Regions from separate parts of the Mus musculus genome. Here region 1 is linked to region 2. Evidence: chromatin contacts called from public Hi-C data. All regions are on one chromosome and are shown on one strand. The core of a region is the stretch at or near the end of the contact, and the rest is flanking DNA. Distances in the headings are between cores, read along the strand shown. Region 1 holds the start of Dnaja1 (DnaJ heat shock protein family (Hsp40) member A1). Region 2 holds the start of Orc3 (origin recognition complex, subunit 3).

Region 1 (5,601 bases), core at 417-2,916, 6.1 Mb before region 2:
ATTCTTCCTCCTCCTCCAAAGAACATATCAAAGATATCCATGGGTGAGCCAAAACCACCACCTGCTCCGCCCTCTTTAATCGCCTGCTCCCCTCCTTTATCATATAGTTCCCTTTTTTTGGAATCAGCAAGAACTTCATAAGCTTGAGAAATCTGTTTAAACTGTTTCAGAAAAGGACATCCCATTAGAAACAACTGTTACAAAGCACAGCTACGGTAGACTTTAAGGCACGAACAGAAAGATACACACACTGCAACACTGCTGCTGAGCTGTTTGCCTGTGCCCTTACCTTTTCCCCTTCATTTGGATTCTTATCAGGGTGGTACTTCAAGGCCAATTTTCTATATGCCTTTTTCAATTCTTCCTGGGTGGCATTGGGTTTTACCCCCAAAACATCGTAGTAAGTGGTTTCTTTCACCATTTTTTACAGCCTGAAACCAGAAAATGGTAATTTTAAACCAGCTTTAAACTTTTGTAGAAAAGATCCAACTGCTTCTGCCTCCTGAGCACTGGGATCAAAGGTGTGCGCCACGACTGGCTCTTAACGGGTAGTCTTTAACTACCAGAGCTAAAGCAATCTGTTCTTTTGCATTTATTTCATACTAATACAGCCTTCCCTACGCGTCTTAAAAGGTAAAAAAAAATTCCTGATATGATTCAGCTGTAAACTCGAACAGATTAAAATATAGATTTCAGGGAACGCGAAGGAAAGCCTCTCTCGCAGCTGGTTCAGACTCTACTGCACTAACACATGAATTATTTGGCTTCTTCCGGTTTCCTTTCCCCAGAGGTTTTGCTAGTAACCCACAGCAGCACTGATAGGTTCCGTCCACTGGTTAGTACATTACCGCTGCCTTTGTACATCTGATAAAGGCCATACCCTCGCCGGAAAGCGACACTGGACTCCCGGGGGTGGAGGAGTGGCTTAGGAGACCGGCTCCAGGGAGCAGGTGCCCGGGCCCCGTCGCCATCCTGCTCCTGCTCGCTCGCAGCTTACCCACTCTCGCCCCGCAGGCCTGGAAGCTGGCTCGCCCTCTGGGTTTCCCGGGCCCCCCGGCGCCGACCGTTAAGGCTTCCTTCCTTTCTCCCTCCCACCCTGATCGAAAAGGCGGAGGGGGGGGGGAGGTCGAACCTCAACAAAGAGAGGGAGGAGAGCCAGGAGAAGCGCAAGCCGCAGCCTCCGCCCGGCTCCTCCCGCAGCCCCTCACCCCTGCCTTGCTCCGCGCGTGCGCAGCGCTGCCCACCCGGCCCGGGCGGCGGAGCGCGGGGGTACGCAGCAAGGAGCATGAGGCGGGAGGCCAATTGGCTTGGGCCTTGGACCTCCTCGAGGCGTGCGGGCGGGCAGGGCGCCGGGCATTCCCGGCAGCCTTCCGAAGCCCGAGGCCGGCTCAAGGAACCCGCAGTCCCCGCCCACGCGGGACCAACCGCCTCCGGCTGCGCCTTCCCCGGCTGTCTGGGGTCCAGACCGCACGCCGCGACCGAGGGAGGCCGGAGACTCACCGGTGAGCGGGCCGGCGCCGGAGAGCGGAAAGGAGCGGAGCACAGCGCAGCTCAGCCACACGCTGCTCCTCCACCACCCACCGAGCGTTCTGGAAAGTTCCGCCCGGCCCGCCGCAGCCGACCTCTTTTGTAGCCGAGCCCCGGCGCGTCACTTGCCGGAAGTCCCGCCCCTCGCCGCTGCCACCGCCCCTCGGTTACCTGGGCAACGGCGCGGGGGCGGGAAGTGGCTGCGCCCAAGGGCCTTGTGGGGGTGGACTCAAGCCCGGGTTCCCGAGCCTCGTAGAATTTTCTAGAGGCTTTTTTTCTTATTGCGAGGAACCAGAGTGCGGAAGTCTTGAGGTGGAGAGGTCATGTCCCAGAGCCCGTAAGCCGGGGACGAGTGCTTCAGGCGTTGTGCGCGCTGTGCTGAAGGGGATTGGTGGAACCCAGCCCTGGCTGCGAGTCTGATTTTCTGCAGCTCCAGCTCCTTAGCTCTGAGCCTTGCGGGCAAGAAATGCTGAGCAAGGCGGGCCTACTCCCTAAACCAGCCTCGCAGGCTTTGGTTTCACCCAAGCGCACTTATGTCAGAGCTTTTTGGACGAGCCTGGCCCAGGCTTCAGATCCTTTTGGCTCTGACGACTTGGGCGGAGGGAATCTGGGACTTCACCAAACAGGAAAACATTTAGAATGCCTCATGCTAACGGAGGGTCATGGTCTTCCACCCAGTTTGGCCGCAGAGGAGCGGCCAAAAGCAAAATTAATTGCTTTAGCTTATTGTTTTAATTCTCTGACCGTTTTTATTTCCAGTTGGTGACTCAAAAATCTATAGTTGGCAAAGTTGAATCTTAAGCTTTCAAAGGACAGAGTGAATGTTTTTCTTATTCACTAACACAATAGATACATCAAAGAAGTGGAGGTGTAAGCTTGAAAGAGTTCACATATTTTAAAGATTTATTTTGAATCCTCTGTGTGTGTGTGTGTGTGTAGGTGCCCAAGGAAGCCAGAGGCATGGAGTCTTAAGTCTGGCTTCAAATTCTGAAATCTCCTGTCTCTGAGCAGTTGTGAAGGGTGGTACATGCTCTTAACCGCGGGGCCTCTTGCTTGGACTTTCGTTGGAAGTGGAACAAGCTAAAAACTTATAAGAGAAATCACAAAATACAGGTCAGCAGGTGAACAAGAAGCAGTTAAGCACACTTCCTAATGGAAGTGCAGAGTGTGGGATGAGATTCTTTAAATGTTCGTTTTATTGTGTGTTTCTAGGCTTGTGGACCATTGTAGTTCTCTCGTACCTTTGCACGGGCAACTCAAGTCTTCAGTGCGTTACCAGCTGAGCGGCTGTCTCAGTGCTTTATGGAGATCACAGGTAATTGGATGTAGCCAGAGCTAAGGGAGCTGGAAAGGCTGTCTTCAAACCTACCCAAAGACATCTTTAGCTCGTGGTCTTAAAAACCTCCGGATTTTGGGATTTCTACCTTGAGCTGTCCTGCCTCTCCACCGTTACTGCTTTCACTAAACTCTGTTGTGGTCACTAAAGCTACGCCACTTCCCTTACAGACTTTTTGATGATGTGCTGTGGTTTTGGTTGAGAAACATCTTTTCTCAGCTTACGTGTTACCCTCTCAGATATCACATCTATCAATAGGTTACGTCTTTAAAGCAGGGGCTCTTTACCTTCCTAACGCTGCGACCCTTTATTACAGCTCCTCATGTTGTGGTGTCCCCCAACCATAAAATTATTTTCATTGCTTCTTCATAACTGCAATGTTGTTACTGCTGTGAATTGTAATATAAATATGTGCCAAAGGTTTTCCGAAGGGATCAAAACCCACAGGTTTGAGAACTACTGCTTTAAGCCAACACTTTTGAGTAAAATATCTACTATGCCAGGCATACTCTAGGCCTTGCCAATACAAAACTCTTGTAAGCCATGGCCCCTACTCTCAAGGAACTTAACTCGTAATGAGATTAAAAACCAGAATTAAAAACAAAAAACCAAACCAAAACCATCCAACCAACCAACCAAAATTGCAGGACTAGGCTGATAAAGTCTGCCTTTAATCCCAGCACTCTGAAGGCAGAGGTAGGCAGATCTCTAATATAGAGGCCAGGCCAGTCTACATAGCAGGTTCCAGGGCAGCCAAAGCTACAGAGTAAGAAAGACCCTGTCTCAAAACAAATCAAACAAAAAACCTCGAAAATTACCAGCAACTTCATATGTGATAATTTTGTGTGGAAATGAGATCTTAGCTTAGTTTGGTAGTTCTGAAAATTCAGAACTAGGAAGCAGAACCAGGAGGCTAGTGAACTCAAGATCACTTGAGTTAGGTGTGACACCGTCTTTGGAGTGGGAATATAACACATAGAATGAGTGCTTCTTATTCTGTTCAAGGCCCTAGGTATGATTCCTAGGACTGCAAGAAGAAAAAAGAAAACTATCTTGCATGTGTTGTTTACAACGGATTATTTTGTTGGGGTAAATAAATCAGCCTTGTTATTTTTTGATGTGGTTTGCCTGATCTCTATTGAATGTTTCAGTGGTTTCCAATGTTTTATGGTGAAGTGCTGAAGATCTTCAAATACAGCTTTAGGTACTCATACAAACTTTATTTTTCTTTTGTGTTTTTTCAGTCTCGCATAGGCCTCATAAAGTTGAGACCTCAAACCCTCTGTGTAGTCCAAGCCAGCCTCTAAGCCATGATCTCCTTTGTTAGATAAGAGTTGATTGAAGTGATGTGAAAATAAAAGGGGAAAAAGTGGGGTGGGGGTGTCTCAGCTCACCGGAGGCATGGGGCCATTGACCCTTCATCCTTCACAGGCCCAAGCCACCATAGTCAATCTTTAGAGCTCTATGTAACACGGTTGTCTTCAAACTTGCAATCCTGACTCAGCCTGGAAAGAGCCGGGATTGTAGGCCCCTACCACCACACTTACTGCAAATACGTCTTTAGGACAAACACCTAAACCTGCTGAGCCAATGTGAGTGCAAATTGAAAATTATAACAACTTTTTATGCTCATTCAAACTGCTTCCAGCATGTGTGAATGGGCCTTGCAAGTATGTAATTATCTCTTGTTATTCTGTTAAATCTTTGCCAGCTTTACAAGTAAAAACTTATCAAATGCATTGGTTTCTACCTGTGATCCCAGCATTTGGGAGGCTCAGGCAGAAAGCTCAGGAGTTCAAGCCAGCTGAGGCTACATAGAAAGTTTGAGGCTGCTTGGGATATTTGAGACCCTGTTTAGGGGCGTATGTGAGAAATTAATATCTTATTGCTTTAAATTTTTTTTCTTTTTATGCAGTGTATGTGTGCAGTGCATAGACATACATGCAGACAAAGCACACATACACCTAAAATAATAAAATAAAAAAATCCCATACTTCCCGTCTTACTCTGTGGCCCAGGCTGGCCTTGAATTCAGGTCAGTCCTTCTGCCTCGGCCTCCCAAATGCTAGGTAGGATTACAGGTATGAGCCGCCACTCCTGGCCTTTGTGCTCAGTTCCTTCTCGTTCATTGCATATATATATGTATGTGTGTGTGTGTATACATATGTGGATATATGGTCTTATTATATATATTTAATTATATATAATGGTTATATATATATATATATATATATATATATATATATATATATATATGGTCTTATTGTGGTTGCTGGGGATTGAACTCAGGACCTCTGGAAGAGCAGTCAGTGCTCTTAATTGTTGAGCCATCTCTCCAGCCCTAAAGCTATATTAATTCATTCCCCTTTACAAAAGGCTCCTCACTCAGCCTCCAAGTCTAGCTTGGTAGTGTAAGTGCCTGTGTGAGGACAGGGTAAGAGAGAGACTGTCTGCTGATAGGTGTCTATAATGTGCCCAAGCAGTACAGATGTTTCATTTAAGTTACCCCCTACTCCCATCTTTTCTCTTTTGCTTTTTTTGGGATAGGGTCTCATATAGCCCAGGCTAGCCTCAAGCTTGAATTTGGTGTGTAGTTCAGGATGACCTTGAACTCCTTATCTTCCTGCCTCCACCTAGTTTGGAACCCTGTCCAGCTTCTCTTCATTTTTTATAGGGAGGGCAGAGGTGAGGAACAGGAGAGAGAGCCCTCTCTGGGCCACTGCTCACAGGTTCCTCAG
Region 2 (5,316 bases), core at 464-2,963:
ATCACTCTTTGTTCTGCTGCTCCACGAAACTGCATCCATACTGGAACTATGGAGATTGGGGAAACGTGAACCCATGTTGCTGGTCCAGTCAGTCAAAGTTGGCCGCAGCATCTGCTATCCTTTCTTCCCTCTGAGTGGAGAGCCGGAGATCCGTGTGGACAGTGGTTATGACAGGTGTTAATTTCCTGCCATGGTAAAACTAAAAGCTGGTCACATAAACACAAGAACAAAGAAAGCAGAGGCTAACTTAACTAATGGCTTACAGAGCCTGCCAAGAGCTTAAGAGCATTAACACCTGCAAGGTCTAAGGACAGACCTTGCCTTCTTGGGATAAAGGTCAGCAGAGAGTCGTGGTTAACAGCTAGAAAGGACGAGTAAAGATAGAGAAGGGTCTTTAAAGCATGGCCGCTTCCTTAATTGAGCAAGCTGTGCATAAAAGCCTGCGATCATCTCTTTGGTGAGCCAATGGGGCGTGCACAGCCAATGGAGAAAACCTGAGACACCGGCACCCTTCCCCACCCTCATCCAGCCACAGGCTCCCCAACTCTGGATTTCCCGTCCCTCATTCCGGAGGATAGGCCTGCCTTAATAAAAACAGTTTCACTCTGCCTCTGTCTTCTTTCTCTCTTGCATTTTGTCTTTCCCAGACAGTCAGTTGTTTTTTGCTTGTACCATGCAATGAACTCAGCTAACAGCAGAATTGCCATTACACCTGCAGCTCCCTGGCTAACCAACCTAGCTAAACGGGTAAACTCCAGGTTCGGGGAGAAAATCTGCCTTAGGGGAGAGGGGGGAAAGGTGGACAGTGACTGGAGGAAACACAGGCAACCTGTGGCCTGTCCTCATGAAGGAACATACAAACACAGACACACAGATAACACATTAAAGTCATCTCTGTAGGCTGGAGCTTAATTCCCACAGAACTACCTAAGAAGTATATGCACCATCTTTCAGAATTGTCTAAAACAACCCAGCCACAGCGGGCCTAAGTCTGTGCTAGCACTAGCAAACTCCAGGCAGGATAGGCTGCGCTAAACACGCGAGGAGTACAGGTCAAGTGTCTTTCTCCACCTTATTTGAGGCAGACTCTCACCGAACCAGAGGCTGGAGCCACCGGTTTCTGTTTCCACCTCTCAGAAGTGTGGTTTCAGACTTCCTTAGCTATGCAGGTTTTTCAACCTAGGTTCTGGAAATTCAAACGCAGGCACAGATGCTTGTATAGCAGGCACTTCACCCGCGGAGCCATCTCCGCAGCCCTTAGCATGCCTTTTAAATCATCTATTTTATCCAATGGTCTCCAAGTCCGGATTTAGAGCTTTTCCTCGGGAGAGCATCGCCTACAGGTTTAGTAAGCTACAAAATTTCTTATTCGAGATATATCCTACCAGGTTATTCATGAGAGCAAATAAAGGGCATAAACGAAGGAGGAACATTAATTTCTACAGGGTCTAATCATGGCCTCTGGACAGTCCGCCCAGGTTAAAGCATTAAGAACGGGAAATGAGAAGACAGTGAGCACTCAGGGCTCTCGAGGATCTTCCCACTCCGCAGCGCAAGGAGGAGGCAGGGTCGGCCTAGGCTGCACCCTCCGGCCCTGGCTCCCGCTGGCTCGCCGCTCTGGACTGTACCTGACAGGCGATCGACCTACGAAAGCCACACGCCATGCCTCCCTTTCCCGCACGCCCCGCCTCCGCGCCGGAAGTCGCCTCTGCTTCCGCCAGGGCGCGCGGAAGTGTGGAGTGCGCATGCACACGGGGCCGCGGACTATGGCCACCTCCTCCGTGTCTAAGGTACGTGGGGGTGGCGCTCGCCTCAGATTCGCGGTGCCTGTTTGGCAAGTCCGACGAGGTTTGATGGGCATCAGCTCTGGCTCCGCGGAGAACAGGACTCGGGCGGCTTTGCCCAGGTCCGGGTTCGAGGCAAGCTTTGCTCTGGGCAACTAGGCCATGGCGCCAAGGCTAGGAGAGCGGCTGCCCCCAGAATGTGCTGCGTCCTGCCGCTTCCCCCACTCTTCCCCCTCCATAAATTCACACTGTGCTTTAAGTTACCGAGATGCAGATGGAGGCAAAAATAGATTTCTGTTCCCAGAAATACTCATAAGCAGCTGATCTTGAATTGGCTCATTAGCAAGGAGAAAAGTTCTAAGAGAGGAGGGACGAACCAAGGTTTCTGGGAGACCGAGGAAATTCTTGGAGAAAGTGACAGTTTGGCTAAGGTCTGAAAAATAAGAATCTTGGCAAAATATAAAGCATTAGTTTGGGAGAGCAGAATAAGATGGTCTTTGCCTTAGAATGTAGAAATAAAAGAGCGTATTAAGTAAAAAGAGCAGTTTAACCCGTGAGTGGAGAGAGGAGCATTAGGAAAAACCAGAATAAAAATGTAATTCAGATGAGTGTTTTGAGGGGTTGTGGACTACTCGATGGCAAAGGAGTGCTAGTCAAATTGTAGTTTGTAAGAGGAGAAATCCTAGGCTTGTATTGCCCCCTAGGAGCCTGTGGCTACATCTGGAATTAAGATAACTTAAAATTAAGTTTACCATTAGCAACCATATTTCAAGAATATCAAACAGGGCAGCAGATGGAAAAGAAAGGTCTATTGGTCTGTGCTGCTATGCCTTGTAAAGTAAGACTTGACTCCTGTTCTAAGAACAGAAGGACACTCCTGAAGGAAGCTGAAATAACAGACTTCTGAAAGGTTTCGTAATTGGGGCTACAGGGGAACACTGAAGTGGGCTGTCTTCTTTTATAACAGGTCTGTTAGGGGTGATGTTAACATCAGAATCAGGCAGGCAGGCAAGCAGGCAGGCAGGCAGCAACACAGCAGAGCCAGTGAAGGGAACTCTGGCCCACGGGGCAGAGTGAGACCCCTTCAGTGTTTTTACGGGGTGAACCCGCTGGAGGACATTGAAATGCTCTCTGGTTTTGGCGCACAGCCCACTAGGTTGTTGCTGGAGGTAAGCAGCGAATGACTCCTCAGTTTGTGAAGTTTAGGTGATAGATATACACTTTTTCTAACTGGGCATTCCTGAGGGGAGATGGAGCAGGGAAGACAAGGATATAAAGGCAAGTCATTTTAGTCCAAGAAACGCAACTGCCGCTTAAAGAAATTGTCACAGTTCAACAGAAATGGAGACACTTTACACATGGTACGGTTCTGGCTGAGGGTTAAGACATTTGAGAAGTGTGTTAGTGATGAAAGGTAACGGTGCACCAGACATTTAATTTTGATTAAAATGGTCAATGACAAGCAGTACCCCCAAAGACTACATTTCAAAGAGAACAAACACTGTGGTTTAATTAATTTTTTGGAGGCATGTTCTCTCGATGTGCCTTTATCGGTTTGCAACTCTATATGTAGATCAGGCTGAACTTGAACTCTCCTGCCTTCCTGAGCCTGCCAAGTGCTAGGATTAAGGGTGTGCACCACCATACCCAGTTCCTAGTTAAAGACTTTTGTGGTTTTTTTAGCTTTATTCCTATTTTTATTTTTCCTTGGCTACAAAGTTCCAGATGTTTTGAGTGCCCTAACTCCTAATCCTGTTTGTTGCTTAAGACTTCATTGCGTTCTCTTTTCTGGTGGTGAATGTAACAATGTGGACTTTGTGCACACTACACAAAAGCTTTACCACAGCTGCTTCTCCAGCCCTTCCAGAGAAGGAGAATTTTTTTTTTTTTTCAAAAAGCCATCATTTCTATAAAACTTGGAGATGATAGTTTTTTCAGAAAAGCACTTTTCTTTTTGCCCTAATAGAAATATCTGTGTTGATAATCATGAAAGAAATATTATATAAATAAGAACCTTTAAGGACAATTTCCAGAATTCATGGAACTGCCAACGTTTTAATTTATTTTCCTCCTTAAACATATCAAGTATTGTTGGGGGTTTTTTTTGTCATATTTTTTGGCTGATGGTTAAGGTGGTTAGCCACATTACTGTTCATTAATGTTTGTTGCTTATATTCATATCCTTGTGCTAATATTTGTTATACTACTATCCATTCTATAACTGGCTGTAACGTGTATATGGAAAGAATGCAGTAATAAGCTTGTCATGCTACCATGCACTTGTTAGAAATACGTACAAGTAATTCATAGACCTTTACTAGTTGCAAATGTAAGACCATGAGGTACAGCTTAATTTGGAACATGTAACCCACGTGGCTACTTTATATTTTGCAAAGCTGTTTAACAGTAGTCTGAGATGATCTTTTTTTTTTGTCATATTTTACTTCTCGTAATATTTCATTTTCTTTTTTTTAAAGATTTATTTATTTATTATATGTAAGTACACTGTAGCTGTCTTCAGACACACCAGAAGAGGCCGTCAGATCTCATTACGGGTGGTTGTGAGCTACCATGTGGTTGCTGTGATTTGAACTCAGAACCTTTGGAAGAGCAGTCAGTGCTCTTATCCATTGAGCCATCTCGCCAGCCCAATCTTTCATTTTCTATATAAATAGAGGTCTTAAGAGACTGTCCATGAAATGTAACTTTCATTTTGGCAGAATACACTGCAGCTAAAAAATTAGGAGCTAAGTTTCAGTGGTCACAAATAATAATAGCAAACTTAATGTAGTTGGAAAATTACCAGGAAAATTACTTAGCAAGTATTTATTCATTCTGTGTACTGGTCACCTAATATATTTATTTATTAGTACATTATAAACATTGAGGAGGTGGTTATATATAAAATACATCTGTGCTGTAAGTGTGCTCACAAATTACCAGGAAGATAAAGCAAAGATGTTTGAGTCCTGAGATCTCAGGAGAAGCATTTCTGGCAAGAGAGTCCAGGAGGGTCTCCTGAGAAGACGAGGGCTTGGTTTATTTTGATTTGGTTTGGTTGTATAGCCAGGCTAGACACAAACTCATGTAAGGGATTTTCTGTCTCCACAGGTACTAAGATTGCAAGTGTCTAAACCATGCCTAGGTTTTCTAACTGTATAAAGCAGGCTAGCCTCAATCATAACAGTTCTCTTGTCTTGAGTGGATTACAGATGTGAGCGATGAGTTTTGAGCCAAACTGTAATGGATAAATGGAAAGGAGCTTATTAATTGAGAAAAGGTGTCAGATGAAACATCCTGGTTGTAGATACTTAGAGTTAATTAGGCAAAAAATCCTCTTGGAATGAGTGTTTTTAACTTAATCCATTTTAATGCACATCATTAATGTTTATGAAACTTGAACTTTAAAAAAAAAAAGGTCTATCTCTTACTTAGAATGGGTCCTAAAAAGTGTGAGAACTTATGATTGAGGAGGATGAAATTGATGAATTTTTCAAGACTATTCCACTTCTGTATTTCTATTCTTTCTTTT

What was found. Hi-C and Micro-C count contacts between places; a contact is called where the count stands out from the background.
Region 1: a contact with region 2 is called in a Hi-C map of uterus, with 5 times the contacts expected there. The contact joins the promoter of Dnaja1 here to the promoter of Orc3 in region 2. A contact is called at or near these places in 4 of 39 promoter capture datasets (cranial neural crest, frontonasal cranial neural crest, maxillary cranial neural crest and 1 more) and 1 of 484 Hi-C or Micro-C datasets (uterus).

What each region holds. Positions count from the first base shown.
Region 1 is chr4:40,718,533-40,724,133 of GRCm38.p6, reverse strand. Dnaja1 (DnaJ heat shock protein family (Hsp40) member A1) reads right to left here and starts at 1,666. Exons shown (of 9, transcript NM_008298.6): 1 at 1,501-1,666; 2 at 290-431; 3 at 1-161. The coding sequence starts at 421. It overlaps Gm6297 (predicted gene 6297), which reads left to right and starts at 1,293. Exons shown (of 3, transcript NR_077226.1): 1 at 1,293-1,502; 2 at 2,467-2,640; 3 at 2,740-3,980. It overlaps Mir207 (microRNA 207), which reads right to left and starts at 1,217; the gene lies at 1,139-1,217. It also overlaps a transcript of Aptx not described here.
Region 2 is chr4:34,611,339-34,616,654 of GRCm38.p6, reverse strand. Orc3 (origin recognition complex, subunit 3) reads left to right here and starts at 1,713. Exons shown (of 20, transcript NM_015824.4): 1 at 1,713-1,790. The coding sequence starts at 1,746. It overlaps Rars2 (arginyl-tRNA synthetase 2, mitochondrial), which reads right to left and starts at 1,698. Exons shown (of 20, transcript NM_181406.4): 1 at 1,629-1,698. The coding sequence starts at 1,664.